Regions from separate parts of the Ovis aries genome. Here region 1 is linked to region 2. A link is a contact called in public Hi-C data. All regions are on one chromosome and are shown on one strand. The core of a region is the stretch at or near the end of the contact, and the rest is flanking DNA. Distances in the headings are between cores, read along the strand shown.

Region 1 (6,552 bases), core at 2,671-5,170, 400 kb after region 2:
AACCACTGAGCCACCAGGAAAGCCATTACTGAGGAGCAAGTAAGTCAAGGGCTGAGAACTATGCACTGGCTTTAGCTACAAGGAAGGTGTTTGTGACTTTGACAACTGCATTTTCATAGAGTGAGAGAACAGAAGCCATTCTCCAGAAGTCTGAGGAAACCTTGAGGGTGAAGCAGTAGAGACCTGGAAAAGTCAAATAGCTTGGTTATGGAGGGGAGGAGTTGGAAAAGGAGAAGCAAGGGAGGGAAGAGAGGAAGTAGGAAACGGGAGAAGTGTGAATGGGAGAGGAGGCGAGGGGAGAAAACGACAGAGACACAAGGGTGAAGGAAAGATTTATGTGTTTGCATATTAGAGCTACTTGGTCCCATCACTTCATGGGAAATAGATGGGGAAACAGTGGAAACAGTGGCAGACTTTATTTTTTGGGGCTCCAAAATCACTGCAGATGGTGATTGCAGCCATGAAATTAAAAGATGCTTACTCCTTGGAAGGAAAGTTATGAGCAACCTAGATAGCATATTCAAAAGCAGAGACATTACTTTGCCAACAAAGGTCTGTCTAGTCAAGGCTATGGTTTTTCCAGTAGTCATGTATGGATGTGAGAGTTGGACTGTGAAGAAAGCTGAGCCCCGAAGAATTGATACTTTTGAACTGTGGTGTTGGAGAAGACTCTTGTGAGTCCCTTGAACTGCAAGGAGATCAACCCTGGGATTTCTTTGGAAGGACTGATGCTGATGCTGAAACTCCAGTACTATGGCCACCTCATGCGAAGAGTTGACTCATTGAAAAAGACTCTGATGCTGGGAGGGATTGGGTGTGGGAGGAGAAGGGGACGACCGAGGATGAGATGGCTGGATGGCATCACGGACTTGATGGATGTGAGTCTGAGTGAACTCTGGGAGTTGGTGATGGACAGGGAGGCCTGGCGTGCTGTGATTCATGGGGTTGCAAAGAGTCGGACACGACTGAGCGAATGAACTGAACTGAACTGAACTGAACTGAAGGATGTTTGAAGGCTGAAAGGAAGGAGCCGGTGGAGGATGGAAGGTAATGGATAGAGTGTAGGATGTAGGAAATTGGATCCATAGCAAATGGAAAGAATTAGCCTGAGACAAGCTAATTTCATTGTAACTGAAGGAAAGGGAAGAAAAAAATGGTGTGGATATAAACAATATTCAATTCAGTTCAGTTGCTCAGTCGTGTCCAACTCTTTGCGACCCCATGGACTGCAGCATGCCAGGCTTCCCTGTCCATCACCAACTCCCGGAGCTTGCCCAAACTGGTGTCCACTGAGTCGGTGATGCCATCCAACCATCTCATCCTCTGTCGTCTCCTTCTCCTGCCCTCAATCTTTCCCAGCATCAGGGTCTGTTCTGATGAGTCAGTTCTTCACATCAGGTGGCCAAAGTATTGGAGCTTCAGCATCAGTCCTTCCAATGATAAATAATGTTGGAGGTAGGCAATTGACAGAAGTTCTATCTAATGATTTCTTACATCTTCCTTCTGAAATGAGAGAGGAAAGTGGGAGAAGGAAGAATGGAAATTGGAGGAGCATGAATGAGGTTTGAAGTAGCTACTGGAGAGAATAGAGACACTGCTGGGCAGCACTAAGGACCAAGTAAGGGTATAGAATATACTAGATATTAGCAGCAATCTGCTTAGTCATGTGACTTGACCATCAGCATTTGAACCCCCAAAATTGCTCTGGGGAGAAAGTTAGATGGATCTGATACTGTTATGTAGTTATGTTGGTTCCAAGTGACAGGAAACCCAAATAACAGTTTCTTAAGCATAAAAGAGGGCTTCCCAGGTGGCGCTAGTGGTAAGAACCCACCTGCCAATGCAGGAGATATAAGAGATGCAGGTTCAATCCAAGGATAGGGAAGGTCCCCTGGAGAAGAGCATAGCAACCCACCCACTACAGCATTCTTGCTTGGAGAACCCCATGGGAGAGGAGCCTGGCAGGCTACAGTCCATAGCGTTGGAAAGACCTGGACATGACTGAAGTGACTTGGTATGCACACAAGCATGAAAGAAGTTGATTACCCTCTTATGTAAAAATCCAGGTAGACCAATGTGTCAAGAGTCAAAATTCCTTTGATCTCCTTACTTTGCCATCCTCAGCATTTAGCTTCCCTGTCGTGGTCTAATGTGGTTCCTCCATGTCCATCCATTTCGTGTGCATTGCAGCCAGCAGGACGAAAGGAAGGCCCAGAAGGGCATATGCCACTTCTACCTAAATCCATTGACCACAGCTTGGTCACACGTCACATCTAGCTGCAAGGAGGATGAAAATTTTAGCCTCTCTCATGGATGACCATGTGACCTGTTACATTTTAAATTAAACAATTTGAGCCCAGACCTTGGGAGATACCAAGACTTGCTGGGTTTATCTGGGTAGGCACAATAGAACGGAGCTAGGAAGTAAATGATGCTGTCAAGAGGAATTTAAGGAGACAGAAGGGAGCCAATCAAGATAAGGGAGGAACTCAGTGATCCGGTTGTTTTGGTTCAGGTATCTATTCACCCTAGTGTGACTTCTGTACTTTAAAGGAAAATAAACTCCCAGGTTCAGGGGGATGTGCCCTCGTTCTGAAGCCAGTATTTCTTGACAGGGACACTATTGGCATTTGGGGCAGGCCAGTTCTTCATTGTACAGAGCTGTCCTGTACTTTGCAAGACAGTAAAAGCTCCTGACTCCCACCCACTAAATGCCAGTGACCTCCTAGTCATAACATGCCTCAATAATCTGAAGGAGGTGTTACCACTCACAGTTGAGAACAACTGATATAAATTAATCATGGTAATCCCGTCTGCCTTGCTGCTGTGACTGGCTCAAGAGTGGACAGTTTTTTTAACCTTTTTTTAAAAAAATTGTTTTTTTGAAGTTTAGTTGATTTACAACTTTGTGTTAGTTTCTGCTGTACAGCAAAGTGGTTCAGTTGTACATATATATGAACATTCTTTTTCCTATTTTTCCATTATGGTTTATCATAGGATATTGAATATAGTCCCCTGTGCTATACAGTCAGAACTTTTTGTTTATCCATTCTATGTATAATAGTGTGCATCTGCTAATCTCAAACTCCCAATCCATTTCTCCCACATCCCCACAAGAGAACCTTTTGAGGTGATGTATCTTGATTGGGTGGTGGCTACAGGGACATACATGTTTGTCATAACCCCATCGGACTGCACATTTACTAGGGATGCAGTTATTGTTTGCAACTTATGCCCCTTTCCTGGCCTTTTCCAGCTTCTAGAGCTGCCCTCCTGTGTTCCTTAGCTCATGGCCTCTTCATCCATCTTCAAAGTCAGCAGCTAGTATCTTGCTTAAACCCACTATTGTCATCTTCTATCTCAAATCTATGTCTACCTCCCTTTTTTTTTTAATAGTGAAAACTTTTATATTTGAAATTAGCCAGCTGGACTCAGTTTAGATGATCGCAATTTTGTTGGCAACATCCAAAGCATCATAGTCAGGAGCCAGTCGAACATACGCCTTCTTCTCTCCATCAGGCCTGATCAGAGTATTGACCTTGGCCACGTCAATGTCATAGAGCTTCTTCACAGCCTGTTTGATTTGGTGTTTGTTGGCCTTGACATCCACAATGAACACCAGTGTGTTGTTGTCTTCTATTTTCTTCATGGCTGACTCGGTGGTGAGGGGGAATTTGATGATAGCATAGTGGTCAAGTTTGTTTCTCCTAGGGGTGCTCTTCCAAGGATATTTGGGCTGCCTCCTGAGCCGCAGTGTTTTGGGCCGCCGGAAGGTGGGTGACGTCCAGATCGTCTTTTTCTTGTGGCTGTGGATACCTTTCAACACTGCTTTCTTGGCCTTCAAAGCTTTTGCTTTGGCTTCAGCGTTAGGAGGGGCAGGGGCTTCCTTCTTTGCCTTCAGCGCCATCTTCATGAAAAGGCTACCTCCCTATTTTTTTAATTAATTATTTTTAGATGAAACAAAGATGAGTATTTTTAATGCTAAAACATACAATTCACGAAGATGATAGACATCGTAAATCACTGGACACCTAACAACCTAATTTAGACCTTAGTGCATTAGCGCATGGCAGTCTCCTAGTCACCATGGTTGGTTCATTCTATTCCAGTTCACAGAATGTTAAGACTTTTGTTTGATGCTTATAGACTCACTTCCTCTCAGCTCCTCTGGACATAATGACATTTGTAGGCCCAATTGCTGCTAACATCCAGCCCATAACTGCTAGGGGAATCAGTCCTAGAATGAAGCTGATGTTGAGGGTGGTACAGGAGAGACAGAAAGAAACAGAGGCCTTAGTAATTCGGAGAAGGAAATGGCAACCCACTCCAGTGTTCTTGCCTGGAGAATCCCAGGGATGGGGGAGCCTGGTGGGCTGCCATCTGTGGGGTCGCACAGAGTCGGACACGACTGAAGCGACTTAGTAGTAGTAGTAATTCTGAAATGCAACCAACTCAAGGCCTTTTCCACAGCTGATGTTCAGTCCCTTGAGTCAGAAAATACCCTTATTGTTCAAATTGGTTAGACTTGAGTTACCTGTTACTTGCAAGTGAAAATACATTAATAGAAAAGAGAAGCAAAGGAAGATTGGGCCAAGGTAGTAAAAGTCTAGGAAAGTTGTGAATGAGAGTAAAAGATGAGGTAGATGACTGTCTTGAGAAGAAACCAAGGAAAACGGAGAATGGGTACCCTGAGTTTGGCTGGACATAAGATTTTATAAAAATTAATCTCCTGTCTTTTCTTGGACTGGGGGTCAAGGGTAATCAGAACAGCTCTAGCATTGTACTAGGATAACCCAGTGAGGTTTGTATTAACTCTAATGTTTAGAAGAAACTGAAGACTCACCCAAGGCCATGAGTCAGTAGCTGGCAGAGGTAAGTCCTAGTGAGTCTGACTCCAGTACTCAAATCCTTTCCACTGAGTCCCCATTCCTACTTGATGCCAGTCTGAAATAACCAGTTCCAGCCCTCATCAATCCATTCCACACCTCAATCCAGGACGGCAGGCAAAACTGACTGGTCAGTGGGATTGTTTTCCCCCAGACAGTGGATGGTCTGCCTACAGGATGTGCGGTACTGTGTTTGGGGTACGAAAACACAGATGGGTCATGGGCTAGATGGAGGGGCAAGATAGCTTACAAAGACAACACAAGCACAAATGAAAGTAACAACCCCAGGGTGCACCAAGGAGGAGTGGCCCAAAGATTCCTGGTGAGATAAAAAGTACTGACTGTTAATTGTCAAGCACTGAATGTTAGATTCTGTGCATCTACATTTTTTTTCATTTCAAAAGCTTTTATTTTTCCCATTTTACTTTATTTTTTGAATAGTTAATGCTTAAACGTGGTACAAATGCAAAAGTTACAAAAGGTGTACAGTGAAAAATAAATCTCTCTCTTCTCTGTCCCCCAGCTACCGTCTCTGGAGGCAACCAATACTGACAAAATCAATCCCTGCCCTCTCTGCTCCCCACCCCACCCCCATTATAAGCTGAGGTACATAAGCTAAATTGTCTTCATTCAGTAAAGATACCTTCCTAAGGTAGCAGCCTTGTAATGGATACGCTTAATAAATCAGATTTACAAAAATACATATGGTAACTTTATTGTATATCATGACTTCTTGCTAAAAAGCCCCCATTGCTGATGCAGGTGGAAAACACTTGACCTTGCTGATTAAAGAAGCCTCTTTTAGATTTGGGCTTCTCAGGTAGCACTAGTAGTAAGGAACCCACTTGCCAAGGCAGGAGATAAGAGACATGGGTTTGATCCCTGAGCCGGGAAGATGCCCTGGAGGAGGGCATGGCTACCCACTCCAATATTCTTGCTGGGAGAATCCCAAGGACAGAGGAGTCTGGTGGGCTACAGTCCGTAGGGTCACAGAGTCAGACATGAATGAAGTGACTTAGCATGCACACTTTTAGGCTCAAAACAGTCTCTTTTGGGAAATCACTGCACCTTTCAGGGTTTCTCCCTCATCCTAGGGTTCTCCTCTCCCCATTCCCTTTCCCAAATGGTTGCCCAGGTGGAAGGCATGCTACAGGGGAGATACAAGGGAAGAGAGCATGGTGAGGAAATTGTTCTCTCTGGCCTTTGGGCTGTGTTCATTCCAGCTCCTGACAGCCACAGTCTCCACCGTGATCATCAGTGGTAAAGGTCACATACCTTTACCTTCTTGGCCCAAGGCCAGGCCCATTACAGCCCCATTCATCCTTTCAGCCTTCACTGTCCTCCCAGGGGATCTGCTGTAGACTGCACACAGGCCGGGAAACGGGGAGCACTTCTCAAGGCCTCTCATTACCCAACCGTCGCATTTCTTCTTCTCTGTAGTTGGCCCAGTTCCAAAGGGAAAGCCAGCAGCTCTCCTGCCTTAGGGCTCCGGTCACCCCTCATCTGGGGCAACCCTGTGCTCATAACCTCTGACTCTCATAGCTTCCTGCAAGCTGCTTAAACTTTTCTCTTCCAGTCATGGGAAAATGGCTCTGACGTCACATCCTGTGTTTCTTCCTGGCACCGTCTGTGACCTGCTCAGGGGCAGTTCTCCAAGCTCTGCCTC
Region 2 (6,739 bases), core at 944-3,443:
TGGTCCTGTTGGAAGAGCTGCCTGTATTTTCCTTCTGGTATCTCCAGATATGTCCTACAATATGATCTTTGTGGACACATTTTCCTTCTTCCTCACCCCAACTACTGTTTGTCTTTTCCTCTCTTGTTCCATGTCTTGCTAAAAAGTCATGATCACTTGTTCCACAGCATTTAGACATTCTTAGATCTTTCATGCCAGGACCCTAGTGTGTGAATCTTCCTCTTGCTTCAGCTCCTGCCCCATCCCTCCGCTAAACACAGCCCACTTCCAGAAGAATAGAAAATCCTCAATGAGATTAAAACTTTCATTTAGGCCAGGAAAACAGCTTATCTTCTGAAAACACCAACTTTCCACTTAGCAAGTGCTCTTGAGGGTAAGAAATATAAGTATTAGCTTAACACTTTCTTGGAATGCAGAGACAGAATATTCAGAAACCAAAGCAGAATTAGCTTTGAGTGTGAGTATGAGTGTGTGTGTAAGGCAAGTGTGTTGGTAATGAACATGCCTTTTATACCCTGAGCTCCCTTTCTTACTGCAAGATCCTCTCCTCCGCCTTTTTTAATTGCTGTCCCAAAGTCCAGCCAGGCTACAAATACCTGCTGAAGTCCCTCTGAATGGAACAGCCTTGTACAAAGCTCACCTCCCAAGAGGGCTGAAGGGAGTAGAGCCCTCACTGAAATGTGAAAAAGGATTGCCCTCCTGTTACTGGATGATTTCCCTCAGTGCTTCCTCAGTAGTTTCAGCTGCAGCATTCAGTTAAAGCCTCTTGCAAAAATGACTCCTCCAAATCTGGGGAGAAGGACAGCTTTTCCTTTGTTTAAAGTCTCCTCCACTGCCCACCCTGCCCAGTGGGTACTGGGTGGAAAATGTATTATGGTGATGTTCTAAAACGAAGGAACGCTCGACCTGTCCCCAAGGCCATGCGAGTGGGGAGTGTCAGGGGATCTCTGTGGCTATGTGCAGAGCTTAGAAAAGGGGCCGATTGCTTCTCCAGTCTTTGAGAGAAAGCTGCATGTTCATGGTATAATCTCCCCTTGGGGACCGAACCCCTCTGATTTTGTTAACAAATATATTAGATGACATTTGAAAATTCTTTCTACACATAGCTTTTTATTAGGTGCTATTCTCTTCTCTCCCTCACCCTCATCCCACCCCCCAGCTCCCCAGCCCTTCTAGAAAATCAGCGTGCATCTGAACACTGGGAGGAGAGGGAGGCAGTGCACCCGCTTCATCCCAGCCTGCCAGAAAGACCCAGGCGCTCATCCACAAAGACAGCTGCGGCTGAACAGGATGTGTTTCCATCCTCCAATGTTTCCTGTCTTTCTAGTGACTTCCTATCTCTCGTTGATTGACAAATTGTTTTAAGATGCTGGAGACTGATGAAAAACAAAACCAAATCCTGCTGTGATCCTTTCACAACTGGGCCCTTTCTGTTCATCTCTGAGTGGCAGGCAGGACTTAGTGTGATCAAAAAGGAGAAGACTGAAGGGACATCACTCTGAAGAGAGGAAGGCAAGGCCAGGGGCTCTGTCTCAAGGCCTAGAGCTCTGAGTCGCCCTGGCACAGGCATGGGAAAGCCAGACCTGCAGAGAGGAATGGGCAGAGCCCCCAAACCCAGGTAGGTCTGAGGAACCCTGGGAGGGTTACTTTTCCTGGCATTCCTTTTCCTCTCCTGTAATTTGCGAGGTTTGTGGGAGAATTCCCTCACATCCTTGTACCTCACTGTTCTCATTTCACACCCTTGTATCTCACTGTTCTTATTTGTAAATGGAAGGGCTCTGCAATAGGCACTTCTGAGATCCTGTGGTTCTGAGGCTGACATGAGCCAGGATGGGCCACGTCTCAAGTAGCTGGGCTGTCTAGTAGGGCCTCCAGAGGTGGCTACACTGCTCTTTCCAGACCAGTGGTTCTCAAAATTGAGGTGCATCAGGATCCCCTGGAGGGTTTGCTGAAGCGGGCTGCTGGCCCCACCCTCAGAGTTGCCTTTCAGTAGGACTGGGGTGGGGCCTGAGAATTTACACTTCTAACAAGTTCCCAGGTGCACCCCTGCCGCTAGTCTGGGGATCGCGTATTGAGCATCACATGGAGCAACGCCCAGGGCGTGGGGGAACCGCTGAGAAGAAGGTCACGAGGGTTGAGCAAAGGCCGCCTGGGCAGCCGCGCTCAGGATGCTTACCTCTCCCTCCCACCTGCAGGGGGCAGCCTGGATCTGCCTCAGCCTAGAGGAAGCACCGGGTTAAGTTATCTCATGATAAAATAAATACTCCAGTTTCCTGAAAAATTCTAGGTAGATGTAAACCTACCTCTCGGGTCTGAGGAACCCTTGTAGACTGAGTGTTCTCAGCCTGGATAGCTGGGCTGTTACTACTGAAAGAGACCAACTCTGCTAATGCTGGACTCCCGGGTAGGAAGCGTGTTCTTTCGCCTGAAGGCTCCCACTGCTGGCGAAGTGCGGGCTTTGCCTCAGGGCCCCGGAAATGTTCCACGGACGAACAAATTAAGACCCTGAATATTTGTGCAAGAGCCGATGAAAGAGAAGGGCAGAGAGTGATGGAATGAGTTTTACACATGGTCAGTCTACAGGGGCACTGACCATTGTTTCGGAAAGCAAAAGTATCTTCTGGTGCTAGGTGATTCTCCCCTGTGAAACTGCACAGGCCTTCCCAAAAGCTAACGTGTTCAGATGGGCAGAGGGCTGCAGGAGCAAAACCAGCCAGCAGGGGTCGCCTTCACATTTGCTCCTTGGGGGGGGGGGGTCTTAGCCTTGTGCAAGATATTTCCCAGTCATCTGTTCTTAAAATTATTAAAGCCCGTTATACTGAGAAGCCTAAAACTTTTATTTAAAACAAAGTGAAAATAAATAAGCAATACAAGACAAAAAACACAAAGAAAACCTCCAAGCTGCCTTCTATATGTGCAACAGAAACAGACAGCTTATGCAGTACGAGCTGCTCCAATAGATAACTTCTCTCTCACCCAGGAAGCTGCTCAGCTCATAGACTTGCCCAATATGGAAAAGAAAGGCTTTATGGGGACGTGGGAGGAGCAGCAGAGGTACTCAGATGAGGAGAAGGTGCTTTGGGAGTCAAGACAGAAGACTAGGGTTCTTGGAAATAATTCTTCTTTCCCCTCCAGGCTTCCCTGGTAGCTCAGACAGTAAAGAATCCGCCTTCCAATCCCTGGATCAGAAAGATCCACCGGCACAGGGAATGGCTACTCACTCCAGTATTCTTGCCTGGGAAATCTCTTGGACAGAGGAGCCTGGCAAACTACTGTCCATGGGGTTGAAAAGAGAACTGACTGAGCGACTAAGTATACTTCATCCCTCAGGTTAGGAGGTCAAATTTGGGCAGAGATTCAGGGCAGAGCCTGAGGACTATCATAACAGTCTGATTATCTCCTCTGGTGTACTCAGTTTTCCACTACCTGTGGATTTCTGTCCAAGCTCAAGATATTTATGTGTGAAAGTGGTACACACCAGCCCCACTATCAGTAAAGATAGAGGCCTTCTGGGTGGTCTCTAAGGGTGCTCCTAGGCTTGTGCTACCCCATTCCCACACTCTCAAAGTTCCTTTAGTGGCCATAGTGGTCATGTCATGGGGCACAATCAGCATGTAAGACCAGCTGTGGATGTGAGACAGAGCAACCCAACATGGTGCAGCTGTAGGTCAACCCACAATTGACCATTGGAACAACACATGACCCTCCTTAGCAACATTATCTGTCCCCTTCACTGGTAGTGGGACATCATTACAGGGCACTTTTCACTAAGGTGGTTCCTCATGCTTTCCATCTTCCCTTCTCCAAAATTCTCCTCCTCTGTATTGTCAGTCTTTTTTGGTAGTGTCATCATTCACAAAATCACCTAAACAAGAAACTTTCTAGTTAGTTTTTGCTATTTCTCCACTATCCACATTCTGGCCAAGCCAAGAAATTCTGATTATCCTCTCTTCTCCACAGCCACGAGTTAGGACTCACCTGGATGGCTACTGGCCTCTATTCTCATCCTCAGCACTGATTCTAGATGCTAGATGCTCTAAAAGTCTTATTTGATCGTGGAGTTCCCCCGCTTAAAAACCATGCGTAGCTCCCCATGCGTAGCACCCCAAGCCTATAGAATATGTGGCTGCATTCATTTCCAGAACCAGGAACCAGACAGGGTATAGATAAATGAGTGAGTGAATGAAGAGAAACTAACAGATGGGGAAGAAGAATTGGTAAGAGTTTTATTGAATTCCTGTCATGAGGGAGACCACCCACTGTAATCCTGTAAACCCTACTATATGCCCTGGAGTTGAATTCCAATGAGTACAAGGGAATAAACATTGTTTTTAAAATTTTTTATTCCATTATTCATGCCACAGGAGCCAGGCATGCTTCCCATTTCCTTTTCCACACTACTTATAGATTCCAAAAACACTTTGCACTGCTTCCCTGACATCTACACAAAAGAGAAATAAGTGCTGTATAAACTAGAAGACCAACCCCCCAGAGTATCTTTCTGTCATCAGTTGGGTGAGTGCACAGTTCTAACCTGCTAGTCTTGCCTGGCCTCTAGCTGGAAAAAAGAATGTGGTCTTAGAAGGAGAGAAATATTTCCTCTTTTTAACACAGGCCCTTATCATATACCCCTGCCCTTAGAAAATGACCACTTTTTCTGAACACACCCATAGAAACACATTGGCTTCTTATAAAAACTGCTGTTCTTGTGTTTTTGTCCTTAATATCTGCATTTTGAGGGTGACTGGCCCTTGCTGCTGCACTTGACAGGAGCTGACAAGTAGGCACATGTGGGTGTCACGGATGCGGCGACTGGACTGTCCCAGGGATGAGGCCGTGAGAAGCTGGTTTGGTGTTTGTACACCCAGGCAACCGTCATGTTTACTTGCCGTCTCTGGTCAGCTTCCAAACCAGCAGCACCGCACCCATTAACACTGGGCTCCACGCTGGTTACTGACGGGTTGGACTGCCAGTTGTGAGGAATTATTACTTTCCACTTGAGCAATGGATGGTTTCATTGGAGGAGAAGCTTTACAAACACCCATCAGAGTTTCGCTTGACAAAAATCCTAAATACCCAACAAGGTCATGAAACCAAGAGATGTGTCCTCCTCCCAGTCAGAACATCTGCTCCTCTGCTTTAGAGGCTGATGTATATTGTGCTTATCCACCTGTTTGGATGTGTTGAGATCCAAATTGTGTGTTTGGTATGGATCTAGACCTTAGGAACCCACGGATAAATACGGTATGGTTGGCCAAGAGCGATAACTAGGTGAACAGGTAAATGTAATGCAAGCTCATAGGACTAGAAAAGCAGGCAGGAATAAAGTGCTATGGGGGGCACAGAGGAGGTGGATGGACAAGAGGGGATGGCTTGTGGAGTGGATGATACTTGAGCTGGGTGTAAAAGGCAAGGAAGAACATTTGAAGAACAGCACATGCCAGGTACTGTTCTTGGTGCTTTACCTGCATGGACTCATATGTGGTGCTCACAATAGCCCTGTGAGAAGGGAACTATTATTATCACCAATTTACAGATGAGGAAGCAGAGGCTTAACTTATGGAGGGTAAGTCACTTGTCTAAGGTCATATACCTAATAAGTCAAGAACTTGGGATGTGAGATATTGCCAGGTATGTAGTACTCACTCAGTAAACATATATTATTATTTTATTATTATAATCATTAAGCACAGGACTACTGCCTCTAAAGTCCATGTCCCTGAAGACTGTGTTATCATGGCTCCAGCAGTATATGAAATAAGATGTCTGATTCTTACCCTGGGTCACTAGAGGCATGAATCCTTTGTGGTGGCATTCTTAATGTTCTGCATTAAAACTTGGAGCCTTGGTAAATTCTGGAGAAGGCAGAATTGGTCTTTGGCTCCCACAGGTCATAGGAGAGCCCCTGTCCCCCTTGTGTGCTCCTCTTCCTTCAGGCTGCTCTTCTATTCTTTCCCCACTTTTGAAAAATCTATTTCTCGATAAAGGCTCAGACCATTCAAGTCAAAAATCTTAGAACTTGAAACATGGAATCATTTGGTTTAGCTCCTTGATTTTACAGATGCAAAAACCTAGGCCAACTTAAACAAGATTCTTTTTGTTTCAAGAGACGTAACCCAACTTAAACTATCTCAAGTGAAAAGGGGAGATATATTCATTTTCAAGGGTGAAACTAGCTTCAGGGTTAAAAACAAATGCCGTTGGTTTGTTAGTGCTCTCTTTTTAATCTTAGATCTTTTGTCTTTGCTTCAATATGTGATGTCTTAAATTGTTCTTTGTAGAGTTGGAATTCTTTTTTATGATTAGTAGAGGATATGGTCATGGGAAACCCCAGGCTACATCATTTCATATTAGTGATTTCAGATGAAACAGAGAACTTCTGTCTCCTTGTTTTAGTATATACAAATCCCAGGGAAAGACTCTGATTGGCCCAGTTTGGGTCACATGGCTACTTCTTGAACCAATCACTGTGGCTAACTGGATGCGCTATGATGAAAGATGACCTGGGTCTCATGTTATCCCATTGAGGGGTCCAGGAGAGATGTCAGGTATTATGGAGGGTTGCTCTCACCAGAAGGGCAGTGAGGTTATCAGCCTTCTAAATCCCCAGTGATCACCATGTCCTGATGTCTAGGCCTTTACATAATCCCCTCCCTTTAAGTGTGAGTTTGATCTAGCGATCCACTTCTAATGTATAGAATACAGTGAAGGTGATGGAATATTCCTTCTAACATTATTT

Evidence for each region. A called contact is a pair of places that touch in the nucleus more often than the background predicts.
Region 1: a Hi-C map of mesenteric adipose tissue shows a contact between it and region 2, with 4 times the contacts expected there. The contact joins the promoter of LOC101115106 here to the enhancer-like site in region 2. A contact is called at or near these places in 7 of 16 Hi-C or Micro-C datasets (blood, hypothalamus, liver and 4 more).

What each region holds. Positions count from the first base shown.
Region 1 is chr3:44,220,950-44,227,501 of ARS-UI_Ramb_v3.0, forward strand. LOC101115106 (large ribosomal subunit protein uL23-like) reads right to left here and starts at 3,921. Exons shown (of 1, transcript XM_042245993.2): 1 at 963-3,921. The coding sequence starts at 3,913. The coding sequence ends at 3,437.
Region 2 is chr3:43,820,403-43,827,141 of ARS-UI_Ramb_v3.0, forward strand. No RefSeq gene overlaps it. Among named protein-coding and RNA genes, the nearest start is that of AFTPH, 31 kb to the left of the region's middle. Within about 2 kb of position 2,194, at least 30 of the 54 cell types and tissues checked have an H3K27ac peak or open chromatin away from gene starts, as enhancers often do. A contact at or near this core is called in hypothalamus, where this site is marked.